2 separate regions of the Mus musculus genome follow, and region 2 is linked to region 1. Evidence: chromatin contacts called from public Micro-C data. All regions are on one chromosome and are shown on one strand. The core of a region is the stretch at or near the end of the contact, and the rest is flanking DNA. Distances in the headings are between cores, read along the strand shown.

Region 1 (3,659 bases), core at 388-2,887:
GTGCTGGAGGGAACTGAGCCTAGCCCCCGCTGCTGCTGCTCGCGCCCAAATGGATCCTGAGAGTGTAGACTCAGACTAGGAAGCCAGTAACTGAAACCTCTAGGCGCTAGGGGCCACTGCGTACGGGAGGATGGGTGAGGATCATACGTGCAAGGTCTTTCAGGTCCTGCAGAAGTCAGCGGGACCACAGCACTTATTTCCAGTTCCCGCCATAAAGTGGCTTTCCAAGCCTTGACCTGATGGAGACGCGTGGCGTAAAGACCCCACACTAACTGTTAAAAAACGAAACTGAACTTCTAAGAGGACCAGCAGCAGTGGACGTTAGGCCCCTACGTGAAGCCTTTAGGATCACTTTTGCCCGTAAGACAGAAACCTTGGAGACCAGGGCAAAAGGGGAAAGTCGTTATTAACAAACTGCACAGGGCCTCTGCTTAAATCGCCAGGACCGGAAACAGTAGATTCTATTTCCACAGGTTGTATCACAATCAGTACTAGGTATTATGAGGTTAACAGTAAGCACTGCTCAAGAGGAGGAAAGAAATAAGCGCCAGCGTGCTACCTTCTCGGATCCTGCTGTGCGCCGCCGCACTAGGTGGCTGCAACTTCAGTTAACTGCCCAACAATTTTATGGAGTGAGAGGCCCCTGTACTAGAAAAGAAATTAAGGCCTAGTGGGCTCTACAGGCCGGGTCTATAGCCAGTGCTCTGTCCGCTAGACTGCAAACGCATACCCAGCCGAAGTCAGTGAGTAAGGTGATCCTTTCGTCCTGGTTCTTGAATTCCAAAACCGCTGCATTCTGGCCCGAGGTCCAGCTTGCCAGAAAGCAATAAGCAGGAGAATTCTGGTCCTGGGCCTCAAAGTCTGGACACGGGTAACCTCCTAGGTGAGTGCCTAATAAGCATAAAAGTTCAAGGGGGACGGCCTAGCCTCTCCCAGATACCCCAACCCAACTTCAAGGATTTCAGAACGGGAGGACAGCATAGGTTGTGTGTGTGTGTGTGTGTGTGGTAGTAAGGTCACCGGTTGCCTGGAGCCATCTAAAGTCAGTGAGTTCAGTTGGCAGAGTTTGGCAGATCTGAGGAAGCCAAATCTATCTGGTCCCTAGAGTCCACCCTTTTTCGTTCAAAATCCACCCAGAAAAGTTATACCCACAAGTTCACAACAGCCCACACCACCACGAGCTGGGAAGGAGAAGGAACCCCAGTACAGGGCTTGGGCCCTGATCCAAGATGGAGTGCCCTGACCTGTGGCGTCCAGCCGTCCCAGGCTCTTCCCTGAACTAAGCATACTGAGCTTGAGCTTTCGGAGTGGATCTTGAAATCTACATTCTTTCGGTCGATAAAATATGTTCTCGTATTTTTTCCTGATTTTCCCATTAAAACCTTTGCCTAACTAAACTCCCATCCAACGGGATTTATTTCATCTCTAGGGAGATAAATCAGGGGGCAAATTTACAGTCCCGGAGGCACCTGCCTCGCTAATGGGCCCTTCATGGAGTGCATGGCCGGCGGGGGCGCGCGCAGACGGGCCGGACGCTGGCCAATGGCCTGGTCGCCAGTGCCTTCAGCCAATCAGCGCGCGCGCCGCGCCCAGGCCCCGCGGTTATCAGTGCGTCCATCCCGCGCGGCGCCGCTCCGACCTGCCCCGGAGCCGCCACTGCCGCTCCCGCCGCCCTTAGTATCCCTGCCTTCTCTCTGACCGCCGCCCATTCAGCGCAACAGCCGTCGGTCCTCTCGCTTTCCCGTAGGGGCCGTCGGCGTTCGTTTGAAACGCGGTCCACCCGTCCCAGCGTAGCCGGCGCTCTTCGGCGCCGCGCGCAAACTTCCCGAGCCGGCGGGTGCGGGCGGTGGCAGCGGGGCCCGGATGGGCGCCCGGGTCGGAGGCGGCGGCGCCCATGGACGCTAACCGCCCGGGTGCGTTTGTGCTGAGCAGCGCGCCTTTAGCCGCGCTGCACAACATGGCTGAGATGAAGACGTCGCTGTTCCCCTACGCGCTGCAGGGCCCGGCGGGCTTCAAGACACCCGCCCTAGGCAGCCTTGGCGCGCAGTTGCCTCTAGGCACTCCGCACGGCATCAGCGACATCCTGGGACGGCCGGTGGGCGCAGCGGGTGGCGGCCTCCTAGGAAGTCTGCCCCGTCTCAACGGGCTCGCCTCGTCTGCAGGTGTCTACTTCGGGCCCGCAGCCGCCGTGGCTCGGGGCTACCCCAAGCCGCTGGCGGAACTGCCTGGGCGCCCGCCCATCTTCTGGCCTGGGGTGGTGCAGGGCTCTCCCTGGAGGGACCCGCGACTGGCCGGCTCCGGTAAGTGGCCCGCGCGGGATTCGGTAAGGAGAGGGGCTGGGCGCGGGCCTCGGACTGCGCTCACTGGCTCTTCTTCGCAGCCCAAGCCGGCGGGGTCCTGGATAAGGATGGCAAGAAGAAACACTCGCGGCCGACTTTCTCCGGCCAGCAGATCTTCGCGCTGGAGAAGACTTTCGAGCAGACCAAGTATTTGGCAGGCCCAGAGCGCGCGCGGCTTGCCTACTCTCTGGGCATGACCGAGAGCCAAGTGAAGGTGAGCTCGAAATGGGCCGGGGTCCAGCAGTATTGAGGCGGGGCCCGGAGTCCGCGTCCTGCGAACGGCCGGCGAGCGGCGGTTCGGCTGCGGCCGGACCGCGGAAAGCGCTGGCGCCAGGCGGGTCCGGAGTGCTGGTCGGGTGAGGCGAGCCTCGGTGCCCGTCTGATGATCCCTCCCCCAAACCCCCAGGTGTGGTTCCAGAATCGGCGGACCAAGTGGCGCAAGCGGCACGCGGCAGAGATGGCGTCGGCTAAAAAGAAGCAAGACTCGGATGCCGAGAAGCTGAAGGTGGGTGGCTCAGACGCGGAGGACGATGACGAATACAACCGGCCCCTGGACCCCAACTCCGATGACGAGAAGATCACGCGGCTTCTCAAAAAGCACAAACCCTCGAACTTGGCGCTCGTTAGCCCGTGTGGTGGCAGCGCGGGGGACGCCTTGTGAGGACGCGGCCAGGCCGGAGAACCCGAGAACCGGGACTCGCGGCATGCCCCGACGCCAGCCGCCCAGCCGCAGTGTGTATATATATTTTTACAGAATAAGTTATAAAGCGGACGTTGGCGCGGCCTTGGCGTGATGGCGGAGTACGGGGTTTGGGCCGATCACTTTGTATAATCAATAAATTATTTAACACGTCCTCGTCGGAGCCGTGGCTCCCAAGGCTGCACATCGTGTTTCTTCCATACGGAGCTGGCACCAGCGGGCGGGCAGGACCCTGCAGACCCACCTAGCCTGTTCTCTCTGTGGGCGCCAGAGACTGGCGCAGGGGGGCGCGACAGTGCTTGATGACGACCTGGGGCCCGTGTGCGCCTTTGGTTCAGAGGTTGAGTGCCTGGTGATGGTCCCAGAGCGCACGGTGATGGCAGCTTGCAGGAGCGCAGAGGTTGTGAGACTGAGCATGCCCCGGGTCGTGGGAAGGCAGCTTCAGCCGCCGGGGAAGGGAAGGACACCGCTGCGCAGTGCTTGGAGGAGCTGGGCCAGCAGGGAACTCAGCGGAAGAGACCCCAAAGCAGGTATGATTTCTATTTTCTGTGTAGATCGTTGTTGTTTTGTTTCGTTTTTAACACATTCGAAGGGAGACCCAAAGTTCTGCAAGGCTTGTC
Region 2 (3,573 bases), core at 732-3,231, 3.1 Mb before region 1:
CGGAGCTGCGTGAGGCCAGGCCGGCCCCCGGCCCCCCCTTCCGGCCGCCCCCGCCTCCTGGCCCACGCCCGCCCGCGCTCGGCCCGCCAGCGCCTCCATCCGGGCTGGCGGCCCCGCGTCGACGCCGTCCGCCACCTCGCTGCTGCTAACTCCTGTGCAGGGCGCCGTCGGCGGGGCCGCGCTCCGTCGGGCCTGCGGATCTCCCCACCGCCTCCTCCTCTATCTACCTCAACACCCCATTCCTGCTTCGCCAGAGGAGGCGGTCCCCACCGCAGGCAGTCCGGCTTGCAGGTCGCCGGCGTTGTCATCCCCCGCGCTTCCCCTCCCAGCCCTCCCCGGTGCGCAGCCCGGCTGCTCCCCTCTTTTCGCTGCAGTCCCGAGCAGCTGAGGCGCCGCCACGCCTGTCCCCCCCACAAGAAGCCCGGGCTTACGACGGCTGAGGGCTCCGTCGACCCTAACCGAGCTGGGTGCCCGTGGCCGGGGTGACGCCTCCATTCCTCCCCCCTCAACACCGTCCTCGGTCCTTCGAAGTTGCATCCTCTCCTCTGCTTAGGGTGCGCCCCCCCTCGCGCACCCGCTTACCCGCCACCTTTCCTAAGCTCCCCTCCTGCCCCCTCCCCGTTCCTCCTCGCCTCAGACTCCCTCCCCCTCACGTCCGCCCTCTGCCTTCGCCTACCCAAGTGGATTAATTATACGCTTTCTGTTTCTCTCCGTGCTGTCCTCTCCCGCTGTGAGCCTACCCGCCTCTCGCTGTCCTCTCTCCCTCTCTCCCTCTCTGTGGTCCCCCCCTTTCACGTTCACTCTGTCTCTCTCACTATCTCTGCCCCCCAACTATCCTTGATACAACAGCTGACCTCATTTCCCGATACCTTTTCCCCCCCGAAAGTACAATATCTGGCCCGCCCCAGCCCTAAGATACCCTAAAGAAGCAGAAGAGACGCCCCCCTCCCCACCAAAAAAGCCATCTCCCCGTTCTGTCCCGTCGCACATTCGGCCTCTGCGACTCGGGCAGAGCGGCGCTGGCAGAGGAGTGCCCGGCAGAAGGGCCTTCGCCCGCTGTTCGGTTTGCATACCCGCAGCAGGGAGATGGGCGGCAGCGTCGCCGGCTTCCAGGTAAGGGCTCTCAGGGGCCCTGGGAGTGGGGGGTGCGCAGAGCCCGGCTTGGGCATGGCGGGACTGGTGCGGTGGGTGGGGGGCTGGGGGCTCGTTCCCTAAGCAAACTTTTGTTCCCCCTTGCGCCATGGAGTGGGGGAAGGGGCGGGGGTATGGGGGCTGTTGGGGAGGGGGTGTGTAAGTTGAACTCACAGGAGACTTCCTGGTGCTTTACTGTGTGTTGGGGAAGGGGGGGATGGATGAGCTGCATAAAATGTACGATTCGTGCTGTGCAGGCCCTGTACACCCCCCCCCAAGGGTGCTGAGTGATGAGGAGGGGGGCAGAGTCTCCGAAGCCCACCCTGGTATGTTGACTTTGTGCCAATGAGACAGGAAGGAAAAGTGGGTGGGCGGGGCCAAGAGCCCCCCAAAATTGGTAAAAGAGTCAAGCCAGACCCCACAGTTAGCTTTTCCCCCCACCCACACACCCCAACTCTGTCCCCAACATTCCCAACCTGGAATGTTGGGGGGAGAGGGGACGGTTTCGGGCTCAGAAGGGCAGAAATGTTACAGTTCAAAGAGAAATAACTGCCCCTGCCTTTTACTGGGTGTAACTTTCCATAGGAGGATGTGGGAAGGAGCCCCCTCCCTCCCCCCATTGGTCTGTGCAGAAAGGGCTGGGGGCGCACGATGAGGCCCCCCTCCCACTGGTGGTGCTTTGCTAAGGAATGGTCCAAGGCTAGCTCTTGGGGGTGCAGGAGAAAAGGGACTGGCTGGAAGGAGGGAGGGGGCGGGTGCAAAGGGGGCGGGGGGAGTGGTCAGCAGGGAGGGGGTGGGGGGTAGGGTGGAGCCGGGACTGGGAGGAGCCACTCAGACATAAAAAGCGGAGGCACTGACCAGTTCGCAAACTGGACATTAGCTTCTCCTGTGAGAACCTTCCAGCCTTTTCCTGTCTTCATCCTCTTCCAGCCCCAGCGGCCTCCTTACCCAACTTCAGGTAACCAGGGCTGTGGAGCCAGGACCCTGCTGCCATCCCCACTCCGGCTTGCCCAGTGGGGTGGTCAGGGCACCGGGTAGCCTGAGGCCTCTGCCCTTGCAGCCGGGCCTGCTACCTCTCCCAAGCCTTCGTTCTCCCTCAGCCTCTGTCCTATGCCCCCCACTAGATCCAGGCTTCCTTACCTGCCCAGTCCTCTACTTTTCCTTCCTCTCTGCCTCCCCACTCCAACAAATTCGGGCCTTCCCTGGGCCCTCACCTGTCCCTTGCCTCCTGGTCAATCTCCTGCTTGCTTCTCCTGGACACCTGGGCTGAACCAGCCAGTGTGGTCTTGGCTTTGGGAAGGGACTTCGAGGTCAGCTCCGTCTGCCTGCCCCCCGCCCCCAGAACTAACTGCTGTAGCTATAGCCTGCTGATCGCAAGTGGTTGGTGGCACAGAGGGTATTGGGAGGATCGGTCTGGGTCTTGATGAAGTGGGCAAAGATGACTTTTAGTTACCCAAGGGAGCTCGAACAAATTTGTTTCTTGATTATTCCGCACTGGTCTCTCACATGTTTCTTTGCAGCAAGAAATCCCCTGGGCCTATGGAGCAGAGATTGAGGCTGCGGCCTGGAGGGCTCTACTTAACTGAAGGGTCAAGGGTGGCTTACTGTGGGTCATCGTGGCCTCCCACCACTAAAAAAGCTAGCTAACCATTGTCCCCGCCTGTAGCCACATAGCCTGTGGAGGGGGTGTGTCCCTCCAAAATGGGGTGTTTAGCCTCCCAAGGACCCAAACTGCTGCCCTGGGTAAATTTAGCTCTTATCAGAAAGATGATTCTATGGGCCATAAAGGGACCCTCTAGGGTCCCTGACCATGGATGGCAAGCTCTGAGGTGCCCAGGAAAGTCTATACTTGGAGGACTGGGTGACCCTGGAGAGCAAGGCTCACAGGAGTGCTGGCTATCCCATTGCGCTAACCATTGGATTCTGACATGGGCCCTGCTCACCATGGCCTGGGAGGTGGGGTGGATGGGTGGGGCTGGCTCTGCTGCTTAGGGAGGGGTGGCCAGCTGGGGGGCGGGTAGGTTGGGAATGGTCCCTTTGGATGCACATGCTCCATGGTGGGTGGGGTGGAGCTATCTGCCATCTTGGCCAATGCTTGGAGGCCAGAGTAGGAGTGGCAGTAGTGATGTGCCCTTGGGCTGGCCCCACCCCCATGATGTCATAGCATGGAAACCAGGTCCAGTGTCCAGCACTGGCCCCTGCTGCTGTGGGTGTGGTTAAGCTGCAATTGCGCCCATGGATGGGTGGTCCTCAAGGGTTTCTTACAGTTCAAAGCCACCACGGGGTGCCTTCCTGGGGTCCATTGAATTTCTCCACACTCAAAGTAGTTTTTGACCTCAGCAATTCAAGTCCCCCTGTTTTCACAGGTTAAATAAATAGTGACATGGCTGTCTTTCAGATTCCAATTGCATTTTTAATTAAGAGATGATAGGTGTCTTTGGT

What was found. Hi-C and Micro-C count contacts between places; a contact is called where the count stands out from the background.
Region 2: a Micro-C map of embryonic stem cells shows a contact between it and region 1, with 6 times the contacts expected there. The contact joins the promoter of Igf2 here to the promoter of Nkx6-2 in region 1. A contact is called at or near these places in 1 of 39 promoter capture datasets (cranial neural crest) and 3 of 484 Hi-C or Micro-C datasets (all in embryonic stem cells).

What each region holds. Positions count from the first base shown.
Region 1 is chr7:139,580,775-139,584,433 of GRCm38.p6, reverse strand. It overlaps Nkx6-2 (NK6 homeobox 2), which reads left to right and starts at 1,637. Exons shown (of 3, transcript NM_183248.3): 1 at 1,637-2,300; 2 at 2,381-2,553; 3 at 2,746-3,214. The coding sequence starts at 1,895. The coding sequence ends at 3,000. It overlaps Gm33031 (a long non-coding RNA gene), which reads right to left and starts at 1,638. Exons shown (of 7, transcript XR_003946896.1): 1 at 1-1,638.
Region 2 is chr7:142,655,904-142,659,476 of GRCm38.p6, reverse strand. It overlaps Igf2 (insulin-like growth factor 2), which reads left to right and starts at 1,981. Exons shown (of 4, transcript NM_001122737.2): 1 at 1,981-2,089.